2 separate regions of the Mus musculus genome follow, and region 1 is linked to region 2. A link is a contact called in public Hi-C data. All regions are on one chromosome and are shown on one strand. Each heading gives the region's core, a stretch centred on a gene start, on an enhancer-like site or on the middle of the called end of the contact. The rest is flanking DNA. Distances are from core to core; before and after follow the strand shown. Region 1 has its middle 50 kb from the start of Gm46548. Region 2 has its middle 3.6 kb from the start of Mir690.

The links. A called contact is a pair of places that touch in the nucleus more often than the background predicts.
Region 1: a contact with region 2 is called in a Hi-C map of cerebral cortex, with 2.5 times the contacts expected there. The contact joins two enhancer-like sites. A contact is called at or near these places in 2 of 39 promoter capture datasets (the HPC-7 cell line and hippocampal neurons), 3 of 484 Hi-C or Micro-C datasets (cerebral cortex and cortical neurons) and 3 of 115 datasets of contacts at active chromatin or transcription factors (PVALB interneurons, heart atrium and neural progenitor cells).

The regions. Positions count from the first base shown.
Region 1 is chr16:28,693,116-28,699,409 of GRCm38.p6, forward strand. It overlaps a transcript of Fgf12 not described here. Among named protein-coding and RNA genes, the nearest start is that of Gm46548, 50 kb to the left of the region's middle. Within about 2 kb of position 1,311, at least 22 of the 459 cell types and tissues checked have an H3K27ac peak or open chromatin away from gene starts, as enhancers often do. A contact at or near this core is called in PVALB interneurons, cerebral cortex and hippocampal neurons, where this site is marked.
Region 2 is chr16:28,593,312-28,599,623 of GRCm38.p6, forward strand. It overlaps a transcript of Fgf12 not described here. Among named protein-coding and RNA genes, the nearest start is that of Mir690, 3.6 kb to the right of the region's middle. Within about 2 kb of position 3,055, at least 19 of the 459 cell types and tissues checked have an H3K27ac peak or open chromatin away from gene starts, as enhancers often do. A contact at or near this core is called in PVALB interneurons, cerebral cortex and hippocampal neurons, where this site is marked.

The sequences.
Region 1 (6,294 bases), core at 61-2,560, 98 kb after region 2:
GATTATGTCTCTTTCTACTAGTGCCTCTCTGTTTCTCATTTTACTTTATTTTTTAAAATTATTTTACGCTTATTTATTTTAGGTTGGGACAAGTGTCTTTGGAAGATCAGAGGTCAATTTGCAAAGGTTGGCTTTCCACTTCCACTCTATGGGTTCTGGGGATCTAACTTGGGTCATCAGGCTGGTGACAACTCTCTTTCCCACTGAAACTCTTCACTAGTCCTTCTTTTCCCAGTATATTACCAGTGTTTAGTGACCACCTAGAGAGAAATAAATCAAATTTACAGCTGTGAATGCATACCTACATACATACATATATACACAGAGAGATAGATATACATCATATACTTAAGCATATATATATACATATACATACATACAATTATACTATACATATGCAAATACATTCATATACATAGCTATACATATGTATGTTATACATATACGTATGCATACACTATAAACATTCATATACTATATATCTACATACACATATACTATGCATACATATATACTGTACACATATCCATTAATACATTTTGGTTCTCAGGAAACCCAAGTCCTCTGCATTCTTCCCCCAGCTCACGGCCCTAGAGGCAACTCCCTGTCTTTCAAGATGTGAGGTAAGCATGTCCAGTAGGGAAGGAAGCAAGACCAGAGTTCTGGTTGTTAGGCAGTGTCATTGTTTCAGACACACCACCAGGACTCCAAAGGAGCCTCAAGCAGGCCTGCCTTAAAAACCCAAAGGCCAGGAAAAGTGGCAACCAAAGTAGAGATAACGCATATGAAAATCATTGGTAACTGCAGCATTGTTATTAACATTTTAAGCAGCTGGGGTGGAGGAGGCAGGAGGCAGGACATTAAACATTAAAATGTAAGGAGCGCTAACTTTATAATTAGATGTTGTGAACATAAGGAAAATCACACCATGATTTGGAATATTGGGTTTCCATGCATGCTACTAGAACAATGGTGCTCACCTTCATCTCACAGACTTGTACTGAGGGTCAAAGGTCAAACCATTGCCTGAACATCTATTGCAGAGTACATTGCATAGTAGAGTCACGAGAGTCAGCATCACATAGTAGGGGCAGGAGAAAATCAGCTCATGGCTTGTAGGTGACATGCTCCAGCCTTCCTTGAGCCACAGAGCTAGCCTCCTTTACAGCTCATGCAGCCTGAGACAGTTGAGCACCCTCAGCCAAACGTGAGCATCCAATCTCACTCATTCTTTCCAGGCCTCTCCCTGAGGGGGAGCCTTGTAGCAATTTATAGCTTTCCTGATTTAGTGGGATCTCAGGCCAGAAAGGCAGCTTTGGGGCTCAATTATCATTAAATGTAAAGGCACATTCAGGCTGCCTGATATTAAGCGGGCCCTGACTCCTATTCAAAACGTTATTTTCTCTCTCAGAATGGTTCCCTTCCAGCTGCAATCAATATTCATTTTTTTGGCAGAAGAAACGAAAGCCGTGCAGTTTGTTTCCAAGAATCTCACTTTCACTATCCGGACTGGCGGATTCTGTAACGACAACATCCTCCTGCTCTGTGGTTTGCAATTATCCTGCATTTTCTCGAGCATTTTATGATCCTGTAAAACTGACTAGCAGGTAACAATAGCCCTGCGTTGCATAGAAAGCCCCCGTAGGTCAGAATGGTCTCCTGAGCCGCTCAGATTCTCACCAATAATGAGCAAGAATGCTGATTCTCAGTCGATGGCCGTGGAAACTAAAAATGTCATTCTCAAGTTACATTGGAAAAGAAAGAATGACTAGGATTTTGAAGTAAATGAAACATACACCTTAAATCATTCCTTTCTCTGACAACCAAGTAAATCCATTATGAGATTATTTAAAAAAAAAAAAAAGACATACTCATGAGAAGATAAAGTGGTTTTAGAAGCCAATAAATTAGCACTCTGAATTTGATGAGTAGTAGCAACCAGACCAGGGAGAACTGTGTGCGAGCATTCCTAATTCTCAAACAGCCACTGGCATGTCAAGAGGTTGAAGCCATTCCTATACTTCTTCTAAACCACACAGCCATCACCGCTGAGTCTGAGCCTTAGGTCACAGCATTGAGACTCCACTTGCATTTCTTCTGTAACTTATACAAAAAATATTTAAAAGTCATCTCTGTAGAGATTGTTACCTTATTGTTATTTTTATACAAGAGATAAACACTTCAGAACAAAATTAAGTGGTGTATCTTTCTGAAGTAATATTTGGTTGGGTTGTTTTGGTTTGGTTTGGTTTTTGTTTGTTTGTTTTTTGCAGTTAAGTGACAATTAGATAGATAGAAAACTTGAAAGAAGCACAATGAAGCAAGAGGGGTCATCCAGAAATGCCACCTGTCATTCACTGATATCTTTCACTGCATTAAGCCTAAAATGTATAGCAAACTAATTATTGTGTTAAAAGTTTGAGCTTTGGGTTGATTTTTTTTTTTGCTTTGTTTTGTTTCTGTTTATTAGATATTTTCTTTATTTACATTTCAAATGTTATCCCCTTTCCTGGTTTTGTTTGTTTGTTTGTTTATTAGATATTTTCTTTATTTACATTTCATATGTTATCCCCTTTCTGGTTTCTCTTCCAAAAACCTCCCATCCCATCCCATGTCCCCCTGCTCACCAACCCACCCATTCCTGCTTCCCTGTCCTGGCATTCCCCTACACTGGGGCAGAGAGCCTTCTTGGGACCAAGAGCCTCTCCTCCCACTGATGTCCAACAAGGCCCTCCTCTGTTACATATACACCCGGAGCCATGGGTCCCTCCATGTGTACTTTTTGGTTGGTGGTTTAGTCTCTGGGAGTTCTGGGGGTACTGGTTGGTTCATATTGTTGTTCCTCCTATGGGGCTTACAAATGTTCCCTGAATGCATGCTGCATCCCATTGCTGGAATAGGATGGGTCAATAAAAGTTCAATGTTGACTGAGTATGAAAACAAAACAAAACAAAACCACCAGCTGAAGAAAAGAGAAGGAAATGAAGACTGAGCCATACTTAAGTGCAAATAAAAGATTAAATTACTAGCTCATTCCAAAAAACAATAACTCTAAAATCAATAAAGGTGCCCACTTGCTTTCTCTAAGGCTTGAAATTGCTGAGGACAGGACATGAGGATACAATTGCCAGCTAGGAACATTCAATGTAATTATTCATGAAAGAAGCCCTTTCATAGAGAAGACACTATGGTAAAAATTAATTAATTATTAAAGTTTATGGTGGATTTTTTCACTCCAGGTGTTTGTTTGTTTGTTGTTTTTAGTCTGAGTTCATTCACCAATTTTGAACTATCAGTATTAAGTCATCTTTAATTCCTATGCAACTAAACAAAGCCAATATAGGTTACTACTGAAAGGGAAGGGAGGAAGAATTTCAGAAATACATGAATCTCCAACTTTATCTCTCAACTTGCTAACAATGAAATGAATATGAAAAAGCTCTGCAAACACTATTAGCTACTAATTTGTTACTTAAATACATACAGCTTGTGACAATTCTGGATGCAAATGGAGCATTCTGTGTATCAGAGAGGGACTGTGCTGTTTAGCTGCACCCCTAACACACTAAATATATGTTTATTCCATTATTCATTAGTAGTCCGATAGTCATATCCATCTTCCATTGCATTGAATGCAGCCTATCTCATTGTAAGAAATTTTATTCACTGGATGGACTTGCTCTAGAAATCAGCAAAAGGTTTATCATCTTTTCTATCATTTTCAAACCACTAGAAATGCGGGTGGGTGTTCATTTGTCATCCAAATATTTGGAGAAGGGTTTACAAGCCTTCTCTCCAGTCACTTCTCCAGATGTAAGCTGAATCATAAATCCGAGCATGATGACAACACCCCAAAAAGCATGCTACAAACAAATGTTATTATGAAACATGAGAGTCACTCATATTTATGACTGAACAGGTGGTTTGGACATAGGGTTGCAGCTGATCGTGAGTAAGAGGATAAACTGTGAGAGCTAAAATTTACCATGAAGATCTGCCAGTCCAATGCTTTGCTCTATACCAGAGAAACTAAGAAAGAAACAGAGATTCTCCTAAGGTATTTGATTGCTTCAACTGTTCTAAAGGTCTAGTGTATAGCATCCCACAGCAGACTCCATGGGAAATTTTTGTCAACCTCAATAATACTGTAATTGTTCCTAAGAGTCAAAGATACTGTGCATTGTTTAGAGCATACCAGCACAATGTTGTAATTGCATTGATAGATTAGAAACAAAAACAATAGCACATTTATTTAGATGGAACAGTAGGTGGCAGGTGACTGACAGCACTTTCTGATACAAAGCCAGGGATACGGAAGCAGAAAACTATATGATTCATATGATGTAACCCACAGTTATGTAACAAGCCATTCATTTATTTGACATTGACTACCCACTATATATCATACAGTCCTTAAAGGAGCTGTCATTTATTGAGTTTTAATACTGTATTAAGAATATTATTTGAAAAAATTATTGAACAACTCCTCCATCTTCTGACTTTACATCTGTGTGACTTGATTTATTAAATTAAATTATGTTCACTAAAATAGTATTTGTCACAGATTGACCAGAGAAGCAAAGATGAGGCTCCAGCTGTCTTCAATTAAGCCAGACATCAACAGGAACTTGTAAAAATGGCAAACACTGTTACTCTTCAAACCTCCATTTTTGTTTTGAAATATCTAGCTATTTTAACAAGATGTGGTTTTTTTATTATAATTTGAATGAATTAGGGACTTGTTTAATTTGTGTTTAGATAAACATCAATAGATACTGCTCACATAAACACAAGCTCATGAGAAGTTTCAATATTGAAATTCACAAATCTCCTGAGACCAAAGGGTTGAAAACTAGTAATCTAGGGATAATCGTTAGCAGCAACAATATTTTATTCATGTTGATGAAATTTTAAATAATATAAATGATAAACAACAACAAGTCATACTATGAATCCAATTGGCTCTATGTACAGTCAAATAAACAGCTCTGAAAATTATATGAACCCAATAAATATACATGTGTGTCTGAGCAAAGGTTTCTTGGTTGTACAGTACTTTGATACACAAACTATAAAAGCATCAGCAAGCCAGTACTTTGATACACAAACTATAAAAGCATCAGCAAGCCGGGCGTGGTGGTGCATGCCTTTAATCCCAGCACTTGGGAGGCAGAGGCAGGCGGATTTCTGAGTTCGAGGCCATCCTGGTCTACAAAGTGAGCTCCAGGACAGCCAGGGCTATACAGAGAAATCCTGTCTCGAAACCCTCTCCCCCCAAACAAAACAAAACAAACAACAACAAACAAGCACCAGAAAGTGTCATATGACACAGTGATTGAGAAGCCCTTGAAGCACTGGAGAAACCCCCTTTCATTTGGCGAGATGAATGATGTTGGCCAACTACAACCAACCCACATAAAATACCCAATATTATCTAATAAATGACAAGCTAACCAAGCATATCTATACTCATTGATTATGTGGTATTAATCTTAAAAGAATAAATAACTTTTCATTATTAAGTAGGCTATACTATAATTATCTGTCTTTTTCATCACAAGAACAAGGAGCCCAAGCAAATTTCTTTGTATTTCCAATGAAGAAATAGCAGGAAGAGAGATCGACTCAAGGCACAGTTGATTCTTCCAGCCTCCAGCCAATGGTCTTCAACAAAAAACTTCAGGGGCATGATAATGGCAGGAAATGAGGCAGGGCTTTTGTGTTCCACTGAGTCATGAGAAGAGCTCAGAATAGGGTCAGAGGAGGTGATATAAAGAGACAAGACCTCAAGTGTATGCTTCCTAGGATAAATACTTTGAGGGTAACTTTAATGTTTTATAAATACAGCCAAAAAAAAAAATAAGGATCTCCTCTCAAAGATAAATAAATCTTCCCAAGATGAGCATGTTTTTCTGTCTGTGCAGTTTGGGGTGTGAAATGTCTGACTCGGTGAACATGGACCAAAGTTGTTATTAGAGGTTGATGCCCATACATCCATCTCTATTTACCTAAGATTCCTGCACAGACTGCCAACTGGCTTGGAAGGATGCATACAACTCTTCTCCATGACTAATCATCATATTTAACCACTGTAAGTCCAAGGAAAGAGATTAGAGAGAAGGTGCAGATATTTACAAAACTGTAAACAAGATAACATGAATAGGCTTCTTCAGAAGAAAAAGAGCACAAGAGACGATGACTGTCGCGTGGGCTTCTTAGAGTCCTCTCTGATAACCAACTTGCTAAGATTTCCATGTTTCTGCTGTAAAGCTTCCTTGCTTCAAGGAGCTCATT
Region 2 (6,312 bases), core at 1,805-4,304:
GTATTTTCCGGGAAGTTCGTGCTTATTAGTCAGCAAGATGACCATACTTCCGCAAAGCACTTCCACGTCCAGCAAACACTTCTTCCTCGCCTCTAGGTCACGCTTGTGAGTCCTGCAGTGTTAGAGCCTTCTGTGGGATAGGAACCCCAGGAAAGGGGAGGCCCAAGGAAAGGCAAAACTGCATGGGCGCGCGCGCACACACACACACACACACACGCACACACACACACACGTCACATCATCTATTACAGAAAGATTGAAAATAAATAAATAAATAAATAAATAAATAAAAGGAATATGCTCAGAAGAAACCTAATTCAACCTCAGAATGACATTTGCATTGCTGCATGCCTATAGCTAAAAGGTATGCAAACCTTCGGCCTCACAGGCAATGTTCTGAAGCAGCCTGCTCAAAATCGAGGTGTCCACGTGGCTGTGTTCTCCAGGTGTTTGTTGGGGACACAGCCTTGGAGAAAGGGGTGTTGACACTTTACTAATATGTACCAGTAGGCTCTTTGCCTCCGTCTTCACAGATAAGCCTTCCATGTGCCTCTTCAAGAGAGTTCTTAATTTGATTTAGCATCTACCCAAATCTGCAGGAATGGTCTTACCTGGGGAGGGACATCATCAAAGATCCTTTCCCAAGAATACCACATTTATGAGAGCCTAGAACTAGTATACGGACATTGGATATAATCTTTCAGGGCCTGCCATATGACGCTGGCAACATTCCCATGACCTTCCTCCCTCCTGCCTATGGGAAGTTTGCAGATATGTACAGTACCACCCTGCAGCCCATCCTCTTCTTTAGCTGTCTCATATAGTAAGTTCTGATTTGGACTCCAGTCTGATACCTTCCTGCTGTATCCATGTGTGGTTTTCCCTTAGGGTTGATCTCACATATAAAATTAGGCAGTTAGACAAGCCAGCTGTCATAAAATCAAAAGGGCACTGGAGCAAAAGGGAATGGCAAATGGAGCTGTTTCAGTGAAGTGAGGTCCCTATCGCCTGGTGATGACTGTTGGCTGTCACATTGTCTGAGCTCTCTTGTCGGTTGCATTAAACACTTGCCTTGTGTCAGACATTGCCCTAGATTGTAGGGATGCAATGATGGCCAAGAAAGATCCTCTCAGGGAACCCCATCTCAGTCAGATAGTCAGAGCCTTGATCTAGTGTTCAAGGTCTAAGGAAAGGGCAGGAAGGCATAAGGAGTCCCTCCACAGAACTGTGAGTCCTCAATGCAAGAATAAGTATTATTAGAGCCAGACAAGAGAAAATGGTAGATGCAGAAAAGTGACTGTGTTTAAAGATGCTCCCGTGGGAAACAGAGAAGAGATGGGTATCTCAGAATAAAGAATGCCACTAAAGGGCACTAAGCAAGGATCAAGGAAGGATCTTGTCCACAATCAATGGAAAAAGTCAGGTATTGAGAAACTGAGGTCAATTTACTACACGTCACACTTGTCATTCTTACCTTTTAAGATGCAGAAGTTAGTTACCCAAGGTCACGTGAAGAGAAAGGGGCGGAATGAAGATTTGAGCTCAGGTCTGCCTGACTCCAAGATATAAACACCACGGAGAAATGAATACGCTTAGAAGTGAGTTGGGGCTTTACTTTGGAAAGCGTGCTAACTTATATCTGTAATTTAGAACACTGTGAATAAACAATGATTGGAGAGGGACAAGATATAAGATGTAAGAAGAGGTTTTAAGAAAATGTTTAAGGGAAAAGCAAGGACTCTACCTGGGTTGTACCAGTGGCCATTTTGCAGAGGCCCTGGGTCTAGAGGCTACTGCATATATTTCTATACATAAATGACCTCAAAAGAAGAAAAAAAGGACAGTGACAATGTGATTTGCAGGCTCAAGCTTGGAAGGACAAACAGGCACAGAATGAGGAACACCAATGTCCCTTGTTTACAGTAGGGGACATCATAGCTGCTGCAGATTTACACGTCAGATTTGAGTTGCTCTTGGAAATGCAAGTATCCTTGGAGCAGTTTAATGAAAGCCATGTCTGTGTAGTTAGTCATCTGCATACAACAGGGTACACTGAGCAAGCATTTAGGACACATCTGCATCTCGCACTTATCAAAGAGCCTTCAGTTACAGATAAGTATTAATTGATGAAATTTCCAGAAACAAAGAAACATGGGAAAAAGGATAAGAGGCAAGAAGGAAGCTAACACAGTTCACGATGTATCAAGTTAGCTCTAATAGTGACCTCTGGTCTCTTGGCCTAAGTAAGTATAAACAGTTTGTCCAAACATTCGGCTACACCATGAAGTAGAAAACATTCCACCGTGTGAGTATCTGGAAACAAGGTTGAGACCTGTGTATTCATAGCACCATACTGTCCATAGCACATCTAGTGGGAAGCAGATTCCCCAACTTTAGCATCCTGGAAAACATGACCTTTATGACACCTTTTGTATAATGCTTGTAGTTTGACCATTTCTATAATCTGGGCAGTGCAGATAATCATAACATTGCATGTGGAAAAGAAAGAAAACTGGCACTCAGTCTTAGCAGCTCCCTTCTTAATAACCAATCCAAACCTGACTCTTCCCTTGGAACTCAGCCGAGGAACACAAACAAATCAAATAATGGCTCTATGGGTGTGCGAGGTGGGGAAAGGAAAGGCAGGGAGATCTACTCATTCAGGGCTCCCGAGATACCATCCTTCAGATGTTTCATGGTGTCTCCACACCTTCCATTTTTACTTCAACCATTGGATTAAAATAATAGCATGCAGCTTATTAGCTACACACAAGCATCTTCCGTTAAACGGCTCTGTAGCCACTGCCATTGTTAACATGGTTAACGGGGCTTTAGATATCAAACGTGAAAAACCTTTCTCCGGGAGAGCCAACCACTCCATGAAACTGTTTCTTTCTGTGCTCAAGCAGCAGAGACTGAAGTATTCTGGAAAGTCACTCTTTCTGCAAACATCATGGCCTGTGAAATCTGCTCAAAAAAGAGCTGATCATATGCCTGTTATCCCAAAATAGCACCCTTCCTCCATTATGCTGAGATTCAGCGCAAAACTGACTCACGCAGCTCCGGGCCGCCTGCCAGGGCGGTGGAGAGCAGAACACTTCCTTAACGGTCCCAAGGTGCTCGGTCCGCCCCAAAGGGCCTGCTCAGCCGGGGTCCGACTTCCTTACCCAACAGAGCCAGCCAAAGTTTGATATTATCTTATAAGAAGGTGGGAAATGTATTGAGGTATTTGGCCTCATTAAGAGACTCTATCATGTTCAAGGTCTGTTAGATCTCCCCTCTTTCCCAGGCATCAGCCTTTAAACTGATGTAGCTCCTGCCCCTCTCTGTATGACACTCACTTTCTGACCACTGCCTTAATACCAATCTGGGCATCCAATCTTTCCAGATTTCATAATGACCACACCTCCCAAGAAATGGTCTCAGGGCCTCAGGAGCCCCTTCCCCTCCCAGGAAAGTTCTGAATACAGTGGACCCAGCATCATTAACATTATGGTTATAGTATATGGTTCTAACAGCTCTCGACACTCACAAGCTACTCAATGTGTCTAGTTGAGTGGCAGAAAGTTTTAGGAGCAAATTATCAAATAGATGGGGTAGGAATCTAGAGTCCCTCATGAACACTCAGTGCTAATGGAGAGTCAGGTAGACGATGGAGTCAATCACTGACACAGCTCCTATTCCCTTCTCCGTTGTTTTAAATTCTTCTTTAAAAGGTGTTAGTCTGGGCACAGTGGCACACTCCTTTAATCCCAGCACTTGGGTGGCAGAAGCAAGTGGATGTCTATGAATTCCAGGCCAGCCTGATCTACATAGTGAGTTTGAGGACAGCCAGTACTACAGAGATCCTGTCTCCAAAACAAAACAGAACAAGACACCTAATTAACAAAAATTGAGCTTCTCTTCTTCCATTCTCCCAGACCATACACTGACAGCTTTCTCTAAATGATTCTTGGTCTGTGTCCCCAGAGTCCTCTTCCTTTGGTCCACCTTACAGACTGTTGCTTTGAGAGGGACATGCACAGTGAAAGACCCATAATCAAGTTGCTTGTATGTGCCTCTATTGTTTAATGATGAGCATGGAAGTGGTTAACGAGGAAACAAAGAGCCGTTAAAACAAATTCTTTAAAGTACGTGGAACCTGAGATGTGAAGGTTGCAAAGTGGCAAAAGTGAAAGATGGAATCATGCTACAGCTCTTGGGATAAGGATTAATATTGAAGGACCAGGGCCAGCTTGATACTGGGCCAGCTAGGGTCTGAAGTGAGGAATGAAGGCCTGTGCTCCTGAGCCTTACTCTAAGTGTGATGCTCAGACCTAAGAAGAACACCTTTGAAGGTGCTCCTTTTTCAGCAGGTAAGATCTCAGGTGCCCAGATGGAACGCATATGTGAACTGACCTTGGACAGAACCTTGGGGGAGGGGTTATACCTTCTCCAGTAATTGATAACAAAAACAAAACCCACAGACAACGTATCCAAAATGGTTTCTTTTTCATTATGTGACTGGCCATGAAGTATTCATTCTCTGGGTTGTTGATGTCGGTGATCTTTTGGATGTGAGCAATCTTGAAATCACTTGAATTGGTAGAACAGGTTGCCTGTTATCAGAGGAGTGGACCTCTGCCTATCAGATAAAAGTCACAATAAAATAAATGGCCCCATACAGGCTTCTCTGAGAAACGTGAGCTTTTCCTGGACCTGCAGCCCAGTAAAACAGGCAGGAACTGTGCACATTTGCTGATAACCACACTCCATAGCCACATAATCCAGTTTCTTATAATCCAGATAAATTTCCTCCTGGTTCTGCTTATCTGAAGGACCCTGGCTCATAATTATTAATTTTTGTAATATTCATTAGAAAAAGGCTCTACCTTTTGGTCATCTACCAAACACCCAGATTGGATGTACAGCAAATGAATGGGACAAGATCTGTGAAATGCAAAGATACACAAGATAATCAGGGCACAAGGCCATTCAGAATTTAAACAAAGCCCATGTGTCAGCAGTAGCTGTTTGCCAGCATACCAGGCTCTCCCCTCTCATATCTCCTTAGGCTACTTCATCGTATTAGACTAGAGTACAAAAGAACAATGACAAAGTGGACCTCTTCCTTCTTCTCCCAGTCTCTACACTGATGTGTCCCTGAAATAAGGGCTATATCTAGACATTGCTAATGGAAGATCACAGGGAGGGGAGGGGGCTGGCTGGTCCTGTTGAGTGTGGCCTTGGAGCCATTTCACCATCTTAACATTAATGGTGATTACATAGACTAGTCAGACACATGGGACCCTTGTACTTTGATGACCCTTATAAAGTAAACAATTCCATCTTCCTATCATACTATATAATATCAAACCCCCAAAGGGGTACAAAAGTTAGCCTGTCCATTGTGCTTGCATTGGACATGAATAAATCAAATCAAATAAATAAATAAAACAAATATCCACTGTACACTGCACAATAACCACTAACAGGTCTGTAAACCTAAATGTGATGAGTGGCGTGCCCTTACGTCCCTAAGACACAGAGATTGAAGCACAGGGTGCTTTTACACAACTCCACCAGGTCTGCCCTACTTCTATAGTATGGACAAGTCCCTAAACCTGAACTCACAAGTTATTTTGGTAGCTCTCCTTCCATTGGGAAATGGGTCACTTCTTGTCAATGAAAGCAGAAAGTGTAAATTATCAGCAATCTCCATTCAAACAGTAATTCTCTTCAGCTTACCATATATAGGAAAGAAAATACATTAAAATGCCTTAGGCTGAAATTTAAGACCTGAGAGCTTAACTCTAGCTCAGTGGTTCTCAACCCTCCTAATCCCATCACCCTTTAAGGCAGTTCCTTACGTTGTGGTGACCCCCAACCACACAAGTATCTCATGATACTTCATGACTATAACTTTGCTACCATTATGAATCATATGTATCTTATATGCAAAGGCGTCATGACCCACAGGTTGAGAACCACTGCTCTAGCCACATGAATTTGATGACCACCTACTATGCACTGAGGATTGGGTGTGTGCCACTTCAGAAACAAATTTCCAGTCCAGCTCAACTTCCAAAGGATTTCAGATGCAGAACAACCTGGCCAGCATCTCATTATCATGGAAAATAATAGGGGCACTTAACTATGTTATCACCAAACATTTCTCTTGTGGAAATGGTTAGTGGGTGAATGGATACTTATTTTTTAAACAGCTGCAGTTTGGAAAATCTGTTACACAGCAACAAAGAGCTTGTACAACGAGCAGGAGACGCACCGATAAACTAACAGGCATGTCCACATAGTAAAATCAAACTAAGCAAT